2 separate regions of the Rattus norvegicus genome follow, and region 1 is linked to region 2. The links are chromatin contacts, called in public Hi-C maps. All regions are on one chromosome and are shown on one strand. Each heading gives the region's core, a stretch centred on a gene start, on an enhancer-like site or on the middle of the called end of the contact. The rest is flanking DNA. Distances are from core to core; before and after follow the strand shown.

The links. Hi-C and Micro-C count contacts between places; a contact is called where the count stands out from the background.
Region 1: a contact with region 2 is called in a Hi-C map of Schwann cells, with 5 times the contacts expected there. The contact joins the promoter of Snx18 here to the promoter of Gpx8 in region 2. A contact is called at or near these places in 3 of 12 Hi-C or Micro-C datasets (the A7r5 cell line, Schwann cells and mammary epithelial cells).

What each region holds. Positions count from the first base shown.
Region 1 is chr2:46,989,369-46,994,643 of GRCr8, forward strand. Snx18 (sorting nexin 18) reads right to left here and starts at 2,148. Exons shown (of 2, transcript NM_001107652.1): 1 at 389-2,148. The coding sequence starts at 1,982.
Region 2 is chr2:46,409,276-46,414,510 of GRCr8, forward strand. It overlaps Gpx8 (glutathione peroxidase 8), which reads right to left and starts at 3,965. Exons shown (of 3, transcript NM_001106411.1): 1 at 3,729-3,965; 2 at 3,003-3,264; 3 at 371-933. The coding sequence starts at 3,932. The coding sequence ends at 770.

The sequences.
Region 1 (5,275 bases), core at 898-3,397, 580 kb after region 2:
CTTTATTCCCAGTCATCCATCCATTCTTCCTATTGTCCCTCCTATCTGCCGGCACTGCAGCGTTCAAAGAGATGCCTAGCCTGGCGTGGGTCCCCTACTAATTCTGCCCCAGTCCACGAGCTTACAGATCAAAGCAGCTGATTTCCCTGCCTATTCAAACTCTGAAATAACAACGCGGTCTGACAAACTAGCACTCTGAAGAGTGTGTCAGCCCCTGACTAGAAGGAAATCCAACAACCCACTGAAAACTCGGTAAGGAAAGTCCCAACAGTCACAACCCTAAGGGTCCCCAGACAGGGAGAACGACCAGGAGCCTGAAACCAGAGAGTGGTACGCCTATTAAAGTCACCACCTTCTGACCCCGTGCCACCTGCCCCACAGGCTTTACCTTTCTGAACATGGATGATGTCTGGGAAGTTGGCCAGGTGCCCCTGATACAGTGCTAACAGGTCCATGACTGGGTCCAGGTCCTGCCTGGGCTGCTCAGCGAAGAGTTCACCGATGGCATCATAGGCGTCTCCGGTGAAGGCAATGGCCTGATTCAGACCCACGGAGAAGGCCTGCTGATCCAGCTCAAAGGCTTGGCTGAGGCCCCGAAAGGACTGGCCCACCTTCTGATACTCCTTCTTGAAGCCAGTCACCTGCTTGCGCGCAAACTCGTTGGCAGTGTGGTTGAGCTGCAACGCGCTGTCATCCATCTTCTTGGTGAAGCATTTGAAGCCATCGATCTTGCTTTCCACCTCCTGCAGGTCCAGGGCGGCCGCAGGTGGTGTGCTCAGAGTGAGGAAGAAGTTGGCGCCCACCATCTCATCCTTCTCAGCCTTCCGCTTACCCTGTTTCCAGGCCTTCTCATCAGTGCTGCTGGGGCAGGTCAGGAAATGCTGGAAGACGTCGCACTGGGCCAGCACTGGGTGACTGGCCATGTGGTTCATCCACCAGATCAGACCCTTCCTGCGCTTGGAGATGAAGTCCTCCTCGAAGCGCCCGGTGGCCTGCTTCTCGGGCAGATGGGGCACCGAGATGACCGGGAATTTCTCCGCCAGGCGCGCATACAGCCAGTCGAAGTGCTTATAGCGCCTGTGCACGGGCACCTGGGTATGCGTGGGCACCAGCTTGTAAGAGATGTAGCTCTTCATACCCTTGAACTTGGTCTGCTTGGTGGGATCGTCGATGGTGCACTGGAAGGGGTAGGGGTTCTCCTGCCACTCGGGGCCGTAGGGACCCAGCACCACGCACAGCTTGTCCCCATCCTTCACGAAGCCTGACGCCTCTCCCAGCACGAACGCCTCCCCGCCCGACTTGACGAAGGTGGAGAACCGATTGAGGTTGCGGCTCACCGTGGCGGAGCTCTTGGCTCCAGACGCTTGATGCGGCGGGGGCGCTGAGACGCCACGGGAGCCCAGCGACAGGTCCGAGCGTGTGGACAAGCGGTAGCGGCCGGCCGCGCCGCCGCCCGCTGAGGACGAACCGTCGAGGTCCGGGTACGCACCGCTGCCCAACGCGCCTGGCTCGTCTGCCACTGTGGAGCTGTCGTCCCACTCGTCGTCCCAGTCATCGTCGCTGCCTAGGCTGGCCTGGTAAGCACCGTAGAGCTGCTGGGGCGACGGCTGCGGGGCGCCCCCGCCGTAGGTAAAGCCGGCGCCCGGCGACTGGAAGGAACCGGGCGACGCCTGCGGCTGCAGCAGCGGCTGGAAGGCAGCGGGCGGCGCGGCTGGCAGAGGCTCGAAGCCGCCGGGCGGCACGTTGGCGTAGCGGGCCGGAGCTCCTGGGCCGCCGTCGGCCGGAGGGCCAGGCTCCGGCGCACGGATAACCTGCACGTACGAAGCCGGGAAGAGGCCGCGGTCGCCGCGGCTGTTGATCCCTTCAAGCCAGCCCTCGATGTCCTGCTCGCTGCACAAGCTCAACACCTCGTGCTCCCGCAGGGAGATCTCACCGGGGTTCTCGGACCTAAAGTCGTAGAGCGCCCGGGCGCGTAGCGCCATGGTCTCGAGCCTGGCGCCCCGAGCCCGGGCCGGTCCGAGGGCCCCGCGGTCAGTACCCGCGCCCCTGAGCGCCGAAGGGAGCGAGCCTTGAGGGCAACGCACGGTCTGCTCCCCGTTCCGCTCGTAGCCTCCGTGCAGATCCGCTCTGCTCACCGCAGCGACTGCAGCTTGGGGCCACCGCCGGCCGGGGGCGGGGCCCGGGCCTCCCACGTCCCCAGAGGAGCTAATCCATTGCCGAGATCCGCGTGCCAGACAAGAGCAAGGGATGGCCGAGCAGCCGTGTGTGCGCCGACTGTGCGGCCGCAACTGCCCCCTTGTGGCGGCTATGGAAAAGGAGCGAACTTGAGTGACCACGTGGTGGGTGGGAGGATTTCCAGAAGTAAATTATCTGAAATTGTTTAGATCTTTACGTCATAAAATGGGGGGTGGGGGTTTTTGTTTGTTTGTTTTTTGTGTTTTACGAAAGTGTATTTGTATCTACAATAGCCCGCTGTTCCTTCTCTGACTGCTCAGAGTAAATGCTCCTAAAATGACCTTAACCCCTACGTGTAATAAAGGCTTTCACAAAGAAGATTAGCTGTTGCACTGATAAGTACGCCTTTGCTAGGGTTAATATGTAGTAACTCACAAGATACCCATCTTGTCACTGAAGGTACGGCTCCTTTCCTTCCTGTACTCTCTGATCTTGTTGACAAGGAGTGGAGACTGACCGGAACAAAGTTAGAGTTCGGGAAGAACCTTGTTTGACCAGAGGCAAGGGTGGTGCGGGGAGAAAGGAGCTGAGGAGTTACAAATGAGAGCTCCAGTTTCAGGGAGCCAGGCTGTGTTCTGGCACTGATAGGCTGTATGTCCTTGAGCGAGTCATTTGCACTGTCCTTCCATCCCAAAGTTTGTGGATTCTGTGATAATGTCATTCTTATCTTACAGGCGAAGGAAGTAAAACGCTACTGTACTGAGTAAGCACCGTTCAGTTGTTTGCCATTGCTGTTACTTGGGGAGACACAATCTCTGGCCTCTCTCCTAAAGAGAAACAAGGGTCCTTAGAACTGCAGTTATAGGTGTGGTACACCACAGGGACAGCCCCCATGCTCACAACTTTACACTTCTCCTCGGTCATTGAGGAGGCCTCACTATTTCAATAAATTTGTGTTAAGTAGATCAAAACTGAGAGTTTAACCAACACCAGCATCCTGGGCTTGCCTTGTTTCCGTATATTTTCCTTCAATATGTAATTTGCCCAATGCTTGTTTTCCCGTGCTCTCCTTACTGAGTCTAGCCTAATCCTTTGAAGATACCTCTAACTGCAGTTCTATGGTCACGTGTCATCAATTTCATCCTGCTCTCTGACCCCTTCTATGACAATCTGGCAATCAGACCAGAAGAATATTTCATTGCACTATCCTAAGCACTGTGGTTATCAAAGCATCCTGTTCAAAGCCACTAACCAAGGTACACCACACTGCATCCTAACGCAAAACCTTAACTCATGAGCTGCTTCTCAAGTGCAGCCCTTTCAGCTCAGAATTCCGAATATGACGGTTCTCGTGCAGACCAATCAGTGGGATTCCACTTCATCCCTAGTCACGGTCAGAAACCTAAGTGAACACTAACTAAACAGCTTAAATTATGTAGCGATTCATGAGATATCCATCTAGGATATTCCAGATAAAACAGAGTGGATTCACTCCACTATTCAGTTGATAATAAACTTTAAATTCCAGAGTTAGTTACCGTAGCTTCAGGCTTATCTCAGGTATAATAATTCCGGGAGTTTACATGAAGGTCATTCAGAGGGGTTAAGCTACTGCAGAGGCAACAGCCAAGGCCCTCCAGGGTATTGGGTTTATTTTATTTTATTTTTTGGTTCTTTTTTTCAGAGCTGGGGACCGAACCCAGGGCCTTGCGCTTCCTAGGCAAGCGCTCTACCACTGAGCTAAATCCCCAACCCTGGTATTGGGTTTATTAATACCCCGAGTGCGCATGTTGTCTACCCTGAGTGAACGTAGATCTGTGAGTACTCAGCTTGTGAGGGAAAGGTTTCAGACTTATGTTCTTCAGGTTTGGGGAGGGAGGAAACCAGTCTGCCATGATGCTTGGCCCTGTGGTCAGAATGGTAAGAAATACTCTACCCCAAGAGGGTCATGAATATGGAGGAAACATGTTTAAACATTAATAACTTGCAAGCGGGACTGGAGAGATGGCTCAGCCGTTGAGAGAACTGACTGCTCTTCCAGAGGTCCTGAGTTCATTTCCCAGAGACCACATGGTGGCTCACAGCCATCTGTAATGGGATCTGATGCCCTCTTCTGGTGTGTCTGAAAACAGTGTACTCATGTATATAATAAATAAATAAATCTTTAAAAAAGAAAAAGATAACCTGCAATTGTTCACCTACAGAAGTAAATACATCAATGCATTTATAAAAGATTTGTCTAGAACGCAGCTTAAATGGTGGGTTACAAGCCCATATAGAGGCCACATAACTGAATGGGAAGATCATGATTAGCAACAGTAAAATTTTCCTGAACAGGCAGCAAAAAGAAATATTTAATTCAGAATCAAATACATAGAGAGCCTGAGGTGCTTCTGGCAATGTTCAGTCATGTCCCGTGACCAATGTCCCTACAGCCTTGGTTTCAAACACACAATAAGCACACTTTGCAGGATGCATGCCGTCAGACGTGCAATGCCATTGCTGTCCTCCCTCGACACCTATGTATGAAATCATCTTCTGACTGTGTCCGGAGTGTTTGACCACGCAGCTGTTTGAGTTGCTTTCTTAAGTTTGTAAAAACTTATTAAGTAAATTTTGGAGTCAGGCATAGTGGTGCATGCCTTTAATCCCAGCACTTGGGAGGTGGAACAGGTGGGTCCCTGAGTTGGAAGCCAGTCTGGTCTACAGAATGAGTTCCAGGACAGCAAGGGCTACACAGAGAAATCCTGTCTGAAACAAAACAAGTGAAAAAAAGTGAACTTTGGCTTGGAATAAGATAGAGTTTGCTAGTAATTTCTGAAATGACCTTTGATATACTTCTGCCATTTTTTGTACTACATATTTATGAGAAATATATAGTTCTCAAGAACTGAAGATTATAAAAACAAATGCCAATCAACGCTGAAAACCACTGAAGATTCTATGCCCTTCAGTATCAAACATTCATCCAAGATGTAATTCTTACACTAAAACAAACAGGCACACTTATCAGTATGCAATTTTATCTTTACTGAATGGTAAAATCATAAGCATATAAAAATTGTTTAAAATAATTGATTTATGATCAATAAATGTTTTA
Region 2 (5,235 bases), core at 2,715-5,214:
ATTTAGCTCAGTGGTAGAGCGCTTCACTAGGAAGCGCAAGGCCCTGGGTTCGGTCCCCAGCTCAAAAAAAAAGAACCAAAAAAAAAAAAAAAAAAGAAACAACAACAACAAAACCAAAAACCCCCCCAAAAACCCAACAAACAAACAAACAAACAAAACCTGTACATGAAGCAAAATATATCCAATGACTGGAAAGCCTGCACTTTGCCAATCATGGTGGCACGCACCATTAATCCCAACACACAGGAGGCAGAGGCTGGTGGATCTCTGAATTAAGGCCAGCCTGGACTACAGAGTGAATTCCAGAATAGCCAGGGCTACTCAGAGAAATCCTGTCTCAAAAAACTGAAAAGAAAGAAAAAAAATGCACTTTATATTTTGCAACATTCATTGTATATTTTATTACATCTAGAGTTGGTCACTCCAAAATTGCCACCCTCACAGTGTTCGTTGGCCCACATGGTGACCTTGGGCATTGGATTTCCCACAAGGTTAACCCTAGAGAAAATTAAGTTGGACTGTAACAGTAAAGGGTATTGGTGACAGAGCATCCTGGATTTCCCTTCTGGTCAGTAGAAGTAATATACTTCATCATGATTCTTTGGCTAAGACCTCAACCCCTTCTTCCCTCCTTTGTAACATTCCTATCTTGGGGACAGCCACTGCAACTTAGTAGTAAGATGGCCTTAAACATCTTTTCGCACTGTATGTTTTGGAATCTAAGAGGAGGCCCTCTGTCCTTTTGTACTGGCCTGACTCCACGGTGCTTTCATAGATCCTCTTTCTTTTTAAGAATGATTTGCCCAATCATTTGTGACACATGAGGTCTGATGGCTTCAAGGGGTTCTTCTGGCCTCCAGAACTTCACGACTTGTCCCTCAGGGTTGACCAGATACTTCCAAAAGTTCCACCTTGGTTCCTTCTTGGAAGAATCTAAAACATTCAGAATATATTTTCATGAGTATGATTTTATTCTTTGTTGATATTTTCAGTTTTATTAGCGTATGCATAAGTGACAATATTATAACCAGGTACTAGGATTGTCCTAATATTATTAATAATACGAAAAACAAAACAACCATTCAGGGAAGAGCTCAGGACTTCGATAACCAGACTTCACAGGTAGCTGTCCTGATCTAGAGTTGAGACATGAAACAAAGTTGCATATTTTAGAGTTTTTGATCTAAATGCATTTTCTCTTGTTGTTTGCTATGTAGCCCAAGCTGGCCTTGAACTTGTGACTCTTCTGATTCAGCCTCTTGGATGCTGGGACTAACAGGTGTGTGCCACCAGGCCTAGCAAGACCGAACAAGTTTAATCTTTAGTTCTTAACATTCATGCAGCCCAGGCTGGCCTCAAATTCACTACATAGCTCAGGCTAGCTCTGAACTCTCTATGTAGCCAAAGCTAGCGTTGAACTCTTAATCTTCCAAGGCTCCACCTTCCTAGTACTGGGACTGTAGTGTTTGCCACCACTTCAGTCTGTTTCCAACATTTTAAAAAGATAAAATATTCTAAAGTCCTTGGAAAAAGGAACATATGACTTAATCTTTCATATTTAATGTACTAATGTTCCAAATATTGCTCAGAACAATATAGCTGAAAAAGGCAGGGGACTTGGGATAGTCACTGAGAAATTACAACATTCTTTTGATAAATCTTAATGTGAATTTCCTAATTTATATAATTTGGGATCTATGTCCCTAATATTGATGAATATGAGGAAAAGAGATAGGAACTGGGGGGTTGGAGAGAGAGTTCTGTGGTTAAGAGTGAATTCTGCTCTTGCAGAGGACCTGGGCTCCATCCCCGGCATCCATGTGGTGGCCCACGACCACCTGTGACTCCAGCTTCAGGTGACTGGGAACCATGCACGCATGTTCAAATACATACATGCTGGCAAAACACTCATATACATAAAAATAAAAATGTCTTTTAAAAAAGATAACAGCACCTAAAGCTACAATCAAGTCCCGATTCTGTGCCTGGCCAAATGTGCTCAACGTTCAAACGGACTCAGTGGACTCAGTCTTTCTCGCAACCCCCAGAGGTGGGTATTGCTATCTTCAATATCCTGCAAATGAGACAGGGGAGGCCTAAAGTGGATGCTGCGTAGCCAGTCAGTGGTCGAGGCAGAGCTGATACCCTCTTCCAGAATCTGTAGACGTTACCTCTGGGCTCTTCCTCGCCTGTCTCAGTTCAGTGAGACTTCACACTGTTGCATTTTTGGTTGTGTGAAGGGAGTTGGGTTCCACAGCCTCCCCCCCCCCACCCCCGTAAGAGCTTAGAGCTGTAGCATTTGCAGCGTTCTGGTTAGATTGTACTTGGGTGCTTTGCTCAAGGCAGGGCTCCTTTCTGCCTTTTACCCCACAAATAAAAGCCACAGGTTTCCTGCTCATTGCCTTACAGGTGCTTTATTGTGCTTTAAATAGACGGCTGTGGCCAGCTTAATTACAGAGGAACCCTCACGTGACTGGGCTTTGAAAATAAGTTATTCTGCTTTGAATTTCAGCAAAACCCTGGCAAACTGACAGGTCAATCTTGAGGATAATTTTTCTGATAAAAAAGGCCACCGTAAACTAAACATAAAGACATATTCAGTTAATGATGTCCAGCCACAGGTATTCCTGAAATGTGCAGCCTTAGTAAGAGGCAGGGGTATTGCCCCAAAGGCTGGTGAGATGATGGGAAAGTTGAAATACTTAGGGAAAGCAGGTGACCCCACACGTCACATAAAGCCTTCACCACGATGGCCGCAGAAATAAAAACATACCAAAGTAAAATTCTTTACCATCTAAGAAGTCAGAACATCAATTTTAGGGGCATACAACTTCTTCTAGAAGTTACAAAGGGTGAAGTTCTGGATCTTCGACAGTTTTATGAAAATTTCCCAGTAAAAATATGAGTTATGGTCCTAATAATCTTTTTTTTCTTTATATCACTTATATTTAATGTATGAAAGGAGAAGGAATGAACAACATTGAGGCAGAGTAGATATTTACCAACAAGAAATCTAAACGCAGGTTCTGCTTCCGGCCCTAAAATCTTAATCTTGTGGAAGATGGGGAATGTGACTCCGTAGTTTTTTCTTGCAAAAGATTCTACCTCCTTGCTGGACTTGGGCTCCGATTCTCCAAACTGATTGCACGGGAAAGCCAGGACGTTGAAGTGATAGGGCCCAAACTCCTTGTGCAGCTCCCTGAGGGTCTCGTAACTCTTGTCTGTGAACCGGCAGTCACTAGCCACGTTTACAACTAGGGAAGCCTCCCGGAAAAAGAAAAAACCCCACCGGAAAGAGAAGCAAAAGATTAAAAAAAATCCTCATGCAGTTAAAATCCTAAATCATTTTGGGAGACTATGGCGTCTGATTCCGTATTTTTAGACAGATCCAACTTTATTGAAAACCATAATTCAAATGAATGGGCGACGACTGTGACAAAGTTTTAGTTAGATTACATAAAGAACACTCCTAGTAACGGGTCTCACATAGTCACACAGCATCTTCTAGATAAAACATCATCAGTTCCGCACGAAAGAGAAGGCAGCTTTCGAGAAAAACAGTCGCGTTATGGATCGGAAATTTAAGGCACTTAAAACTCTGATAACTAAAAGCACATCTAACAATATTACTTTGAAGACTTCAAATTACGGCTGTAACGAACCCTATTCTATGGTGAGAATAAGTATCAGGGCCGAGGAACAACAGAAATAAAAACCCAAAGACTTACTTTGCCTTTGAACTTTTCCAGAGACACCATCCTTCCTTTGGCATCCTTCACTTCAAAGGAGTAGAAGCTGTTGATTCTCGGCTTCAGGAATTTTAACTGAAGGAGAAAAAGCATCACGGTGCACAGAACCATAGATAGCAAAACTGCAAATATCTTTGCTTTGGGCCCGGAACATTTTAGTGGGTAGGCACCGAGAGGCTCCATTTTGGATGATTCTGGGAGTCTCAGCAGGCTGGAATTCAAGGAGGAGCTGAAACTTGAAACCCGCGGAGCTTAAGGAGGACCGGAAGGGTTTAAAGACCCCTTGAACGCTGAATAGCTGGAGGACTCTTCCCAGAAGAATCAAACAAAGTCAGAAACTCAAAAAACCTCAACGTATTTGTTAGAGTGGCTGCACTTAACTTTGTTTTTTTGTTTTTTTTTGTTTTGGATAGAAGAATTCGCCTGGTTTTAGCAGATCCTTAAGACACCCCCTCCCCTTCTATGAAAACGTTTCACCAGAAGGTGGCGCTCTTGTAACTTGGAAATGAGTGGTTACGCTCTGAGCAGTGGATTGGGTGTGGAGGACCGAATAGCACCCAGGAATAGCTTAGAGTGTAGATTAATGTGGTCTGTTAATATGACATGTGACCACAAGAAACTTACAAGTTTTATCTGTTTATTGATCGTACTATATGAATATAAAGAATTTATAATAGAACAACGAAGTTTGGAAAAGGCATCCTATTTATTCAGACTTCATCTAGTGAATGCAACCAGATACCAGAAGAATATAGCAAAATAGAAAGACATAAAGGCATAACACCCCTTCTCTATCAGAAACCGTAGCAGCTTTTGTTTTCTTCTGTTTTGTCTTCGTCACTGGTGAGATATTTTACAATGTAACCAAACGTACATGTGCGCTGCTCAGACATACAGATACACACACACACACACACACACACACACACACACACACCCCACTGAGAAATTTGACCTACTCTGTAATCCTGTCTATTGCACTTCTGTGGCAACATGGTTCTGACCTATGAAAATGACTTGTTAATAGATTCCAAACTGTAGATGAAAAAATCCTGGGCTCAATATTAAAGCAGAACCTTTGCAGCAGAATTCAAATATTTAATTAGCAGAGTTCAAGCACAAACGCCAAACAAAGCCTGCAAGCCCACGTCTATGCGGACACACTCAGTAGCTGCTGTATCTTTCATCTCTTTTCTCTTTGGCTCTAGCTTGGTACACGGGGCCTTTGGTCTGAAGATCACAGTTATTGGGGATGGAAACCGGAGGCAGCTGAGGGCTGCACATTCCCAGTCTCCTCAGGATCTGCCCTGTTTACCACACAGGGGATTCTAGACCAAGATGCCATCGACTTGGTGGCACTGCACATTGCCAGGAAGTCAAGAGTGAACTGAGACGCTGGCTTTCTGATGCTCCTGATGCTCCAGAGGGCCTGTCCCCAGCTTCTGTGGTGTGCGGGGCTGGGTGTAGATGAGCAAAAGTAGTTTAG